Linked DNA regions of Mus musculus: region 2 is linked to region 1. A link is a contact called in public promoter capture Hi-C data. All regions are on one chromosome and are shown on one strand. The core of a region is the stretch at or near the end of the contact, and the rest is flanking DNA. Distances in the headings are between cores, read along the strand shown. Region 1 holds the start of Usb1 (U6 snRNA biogenesis 1). Region 2 holds the start of Nip7 (NIP7, nucleolar pre-rRNA processing protein).

Region 1 (2,700 bases), core at 113-2,612:
TGGGGTAGTACCTAGGAGTACGACCAACCAACCACAGCTGGCCATTTTAGCGTTCCTAAGGTAGAGAGGAGCGGTGGACTGCACGGAACACTGTCTGATCTAGCTGTACTAATCCAACTGTGTGTTATTTTTCCTGGTATGAATGGCTGCCAGCCCCATCAGCCGCCCCCACTCCCCACCTCCTAGAGCAACCCCACTGCCTACCCTGACCCTTCTCCAGTAAGGAGAAGCCAGGAACACTCTTAGCTCACTGCACAAGAGCTGGAGAGAGAAGTGGAGAGGAAAGGCAAAGAGAAGCCCCCACCCGCGCCCCACCCTAGCCCTTTTTCCTCTCAGAGTCACCGAATGAAAGCTGATCTCCTCCCATCAGGCCCAGCTGGGCTGCCTGCTGTCAGCTCCTGCTCCGGATGGCCCAGCCACTGCGTCCCGAAAAGGGGGTGGTTCCGGCCGAGGAAGGCCCCAGAGCCTCAAACGGTGCCCGGGAAGCAACTGTACTTCCAGGCCCAGCCTGGATCGCCTCGGAGCTCAGGAGGCTCTCCCTGGGTGCAGGGGCTACTGGAGTGGCCCCCAGATGCAGTCCCGGGTGCCCTGCCACTCACCTGCTCCAGGGGTCAGGCGCGGGACAAGCGAAGACCAGCTGCTTTCTCTGCCGCCTCTTTATTCCGGCTCCATCCGCCGCGGCGCGGCCTACGCGTCCTGCCAATCCCCGGGCCTCGCGTAGCAGAGGCAGGCAGCGCGGAGTCGGGAGACAGGTTTGCAGCAGCCGGAACCGACGAATCGACCCGCGCACTCGGGTTAGCGGGACCGGGGCAGCGGACGGACGGGCGAGCGGACAGACCGACGGGTCTTGCAGAGACCGGCGGACAGAGGGTCGGCGCGAGGCCGGGTAGGCGGGGCCGGGGGAGGAGCGGCAGCCGGGGCGGCGGCTGCCGAGAAGCCCGCGGCGCGGAGCGAGGCCGCCCCCTGTCGGGGACCCGCGGCCCCGCTGGCCCGAGCCTGTGGGTACGGAGGGGCGGGGCTGGAGCCTCGGGATCCGCTCGCCGGAGCCTACGGTCGCGGAGGAGCCGGGATCCTCATCCCCGGCTCGCCGCAGCCCCACCTGACTCTCCGGTCTTCTGCAGCTGACCTGCGGCTCAGCTCGCTCTCAAGAGGGATCCTGAGACTCCAACTTTTTGCAAGTCTGGCAAACAGACCCGCAGACCTGTGGAACCCACACTGGGGCGACGGAGTGATCCGGAAGGCCGCCTCCTACAGCCTTTACCGCACAGGCGGTGGCCGCCGTCCGTCCTAAGCTCCACTGGGCTTCGCCCCCCGGGTCGCCAGGCCCCGCCCCGAGGTGGAGCTACTCTAGGTCCCGCCCCCCACAGAGCACTTCCGGCTCAGAGGAACTCCGGGCGTCGGATCAGGTTGTCGGTGGACACGGCTTGTGGTCGAGGCCCCATGAGCTCGGCGCCCCTGGTGGGCTACAGCAGCAGCGGTTCAGAGGATGAAGCGGAGGCTGTCGCCGCGGGGCGGAGCAAACCGGGTACTGGCTTCCACCGTTGGTGAGGATCGAGGAATTTTTCTCTCTCGAGCGTAGATTCTTTTGAAACCCTAGTGGGACCCGAGCCTCCCGGGGAACCAAGAGGGTGGGTCAGTTCCCCGGTAAGAGAAAAAGGGATGTCGAGGGAAAGGATTCAGGACACACCCTGGACAAAGCCCTGGAATGGCACTACCACACACACACCCTGGCTAAGGCAAAGTTGGGAGTGAGGACACGGGTTCAAGTCCAGCCCTCTCCGTTGGTGCGTTTTTTTTTTTTTTTTTTCTCTTTTGGAAAGCAACTATGTTTCTTCCCAGATGTTTCCTCGTTTGAACACTATGCAATAATAACCCAAGCTTTTCGTTCGTCTAGTAAATGGTTAATGAATAGCCACCGTGAGCCACACGGTAGACTGGAGACACCAGCCTGTTGAAAAACCCATGAAAATCTCATGCGCCAAGAGGCTTAAATCTTCGAGGTTCTTAAATACTGGTCTTTGCTGACTGTAGTGTGTCGGTTCATTGCACAAGAGCTCTAGCAAGTAAAAATATGCTCTACACGTGAGGAAATTAATGTAAGCCAAGATCACAGAGCTACTTGAGTTCAGGCCTGTCCAACTATCTAATAGGGACCTCCAAGCCACACTGCTACCTGCTGAAATGTTTCCATGGGGACCAAGAGCCAGCTGAGGTCTGCCTTCCCAGCTAGGAAACTTAAGCAGTTCTAGAAAGCTATGGTTCTTTAGTAGAAGCTCAACCCCTTCCTGGAAATGAACACTCAGCCATTGTGGCTGAGGGAGGAGGATCAAGTTCGAGGCCAACATGGCAAGACTGGTGTGGGTAAGAATCACTGTGCATAACAGCTTAGAACTACCGTTGTTCAAAGGGGTATCAATGAGGATAAATGTGTGTTCTTCTTTTGCAGTGGCCAGAACCCCGTTCCCAGTGAGAAGCTTCCAGTGCCTGACAGTGTGCTAAGTATGTTCCCCAGCACAGAGGAAGGGCCTGAGGACGACAGTGCAAAGCATGGCGGTCGAATCCGAACCTTTCCCCATGAGCGGGGCAACTGGGCCACCCACATCTACATACCGTGTGAGTCACTGACTAAAGTGCCTCTAGCTCTGGCTAGGAGGAAGACACCAGGGCTGCTGTGTGCTGGACTCAGCTCCCACCGCAGAC
Region 2 (2,700 bases), core at 109-2,608, about 12 Mb after region 1:
TGTATTAGATCGAGGGCCTAGAAATGTAACATAGCTTAAAAAGGAAATGCTTTTTGACAACCTACAATGACAAATAGGATCTGTCAGCTTCCTATCGATGGACATTTTGAAGCTGAGCACCTCCAGCCCACATTTATATAGGGTTAACTATGTCAGGCTCAATGAACTGCCTTGCATAATTTTATTTATTTATTTATTTTTGGTTTTTCGAGACAAGGTTTCTCTGCATAGCTCTGGCTGTCCTGGAACTCACTCTGTAGACCAGGCTGGCCTTGAACTCAGAAACCCGCCTGCCTCTGCCTCCCAAGTGCTGGGATTAAAGGCGTGCGCCACCACCGCCCGGATGCATACATTTTTTAGTTTGTTTGAATGTCTCATGTAGCTCAGGCTGTCCATGAATTCAATACTCAGACTAGGATGATGACTCTGTGACTCGAATACTGGGATCACAAGTGTCAATAAGACTGGCTGAATGTTTATTATTTAAACAACAGCCTATGAGGGAGTAGTGGACTCCTAGCTTCCAATTCTTGGAAACTTACTAGCTGTGTTCTTGGACAAGTCACTTCACTTCGACTTCCTCGTCTGTAAAATAATGACGCTACCTACCTAGATGGCTGCTGTGAAGTTTAAGTGGATTAACAAGGCAATCAGGAGAGAGCCCTGTACACTACGCTTGGGTCATGACGATAGCGTCCTGGCAGATACAATGACGCGCCCGTCCCCATCAGGCCAGCCGCACCTGCAGCTCTGCTGGAAGCGGGGCAGACGGTCGAGCAGGCGCCCGAGGGACGCCTCCACGTCGCCGAAGAGCCGGTGGATGCGCTCGGTGCACTCGGCCCCGCGAATGAACGTCTTGTAGTTGGCGAAAGCCAGGTCGCGCGTCTGCTGCAGCCGCTGGGCCCGCTCTTCCGCCAAGCGCTCGGGTTCGCGCCGCAGCCGGTCCAGCCCGGAGCCGCTCAGCTCCCGGAGGTAGCGGCCCACGTCGGGCTTCTCACGCCACTGAGCTTCGGGGAAGCGGTCCCGGAATAGCGACGCCAGGAGGCCCTCATCTTCCACCTCCCCCAGCGCGACGGCCGTGGCTGTCGTCGTGGCCGAAGCGGTCGTGGAGGGCTGGAGAGGGAGAGCGGCCGCCATCTCTCAAGCACGGTACCGTCACTTCCTCTTCAGAGCCGGTTTCGCTCCTGGGAAACGGAAACGATTGGGGGAAACATTTCCCGTCTCTATGGTTTCTCATCTAGCCGGCTTTCGGTCCCCGGAAGTCCGCCACGGTAGGCGGCGGCTGCGCAAAGATCACGGAGAATTAGGCTAGAGAGACACGCGTTCGTGGACCCCAGGAAGTGGGCGGGTGGGAAAGTGACTTCCGCTTCCGGCTCTCCAGGCACGAGGATTCCCGGGAGCCAAGCAAGCGGCAAGATGAGGCCCTTGACTGAAGAAGAGACCCGGGTCATGTTTGAGAAGATCGCGAAGTAGTAAGAACTGGAGAGGCGGATGAGGGACGGGCGTGCGGGGAGTGGGGATGCGGCTCCGGGGCGGGACGGTCCCGGCTCAGACGCTGGTCTTGTTGCCCTCAGCATCGGAGAGAACCTTCAACTCCTAGTGGACAGACCCGACGGCACGTACTGTTTCCGGCTGCACAACGACCGAGTGTACTATGTGAGGTGAGGTGGGGCGTGCTGCCCACTGCGTGGCGGGCTGGAGGCGTGCATCCATCCCTGGTCGTCACCGGGTACCTTCCTCCCGCGCCCCTGTAGTGAGATGATGCTGAAGCTGGCCGCCAACATCTCCGGAGACAAGCTCGTGTCGCTGGGGACGTGTTTTGGGAAGTTTACCAAGACCCACAAGTTCCGCTTGCACGTGACAGCTCTGGATTACCTGGCCCCCTATGCCAAGGTACGTTGTGGGGGCCTGGTCTCCAGGTTGCCATCCGGGATGAAGTCCCGGGTGACGGCGGCCAGGTCAGAGCACAGATTCTTTCCAACGAGTTTCTGGACAGCGTCAGCCTAAGAAGTTGTTTGTCGATATTGCTGCTTGGACACGTTTAGGAAGGGTTATGGCCATGGAGCTGCATAGCCTAGTTGTCTACAGGAAAACAGGCCTCCACCGTGTCAGCTGGATCTCAGAAAGCAGAGACGAAGACACAAGTGCCAGTGGTGAGGGTGATCCTAGGGTCCAAGGGGAAAAAAAAAGGAAATTGCTGATTATGTGAGCATTTCGATGTAAGGTTGAATTTCGATGTTAGGTTGAGGAAGGAACTCCATGGTGAAAGATCAAAAATTGGGGTATCCCAGCACTTGGGAGGCAGAGACAGGCGGACTTCTGAGTTCGAGGACAGCCAGGGCTACACAGAGAAACACTGTCTCAAAAAAAAACAAAAAACCCACAAACAAACAAAAACAAAAAAGTGGGGGGGGGGTCCAAACAACTTAAAGGTTCCCCACCTCTCCTTAAACTCGGAAGCAGCTGCTAATCCGCATTTAGGGATATAGCCCAACATCCTTGTGTCTTGGCTTTTAACTCTCTTTCAGTATAAAGTGTGGGTAAAGCCGGGAGCAGAGCAGTCCTTCTTGTATGGAAACCATGTGTTGAAATCCGGTCTGGGTCGAATTACTGAGAACACATCTCAGTACCAGGGAGTGGTTGTCTATTCCATGGCGGACATTCCTCTGGTGAGTAGCCACGGTAGCCATCCATCACGGC

The links. Promoter capture Hi-C pulls out the DNA fragments that hold promoters and counts their contacts.
Region 2: a contact with region 1 is called in a promoter capture Hi-C map of pre-B cells. The contact joins the promoter of Nip7 here to the promoter of Usb1 in region 1.

Annotation. Positions count from the first base shown.
Region 1 is chr8:95,330,922-95,333,621 of GRCm38.p6, forward strand. It overlaps Usb1 (U6 snRNA biogenesis 1), which reads left to right and starts at 1,363. Exons shown (of 7, transcript NM_133954.2): 1 at 1,363-1,544; 2 at 2,447-2,613. The coding sequence starts at 1,441. Zfp319 (zinc finger protein 319) reads right to left here and starts at 890. Exons shown (of 2, transcript NM_024467.4): 1 at 600-890.
Region 2 is chr8:107,055,519-107,058,218 of GRCm38.p6, forward strand. Nip7 (NIP7, nucleolar pre-rRNA processing protein) reads left to right here and starts at 1,359. Exons shown (of 5, transcript NM_025391.2): 1 at 1,359-1,472; 2 at 1,575-1,661; 3 at 1,755-1,893; 4 at 2,529-2,669. The coding sequence starts at 1,417. It overlaps Cog8 (component of oligomeric golgi complex 8), which reads right to left and starts at 1,219. Exons shown (of 5, transcript NM_139229.4): 1 at 743-1,219. The coding sequence starts at 1,137.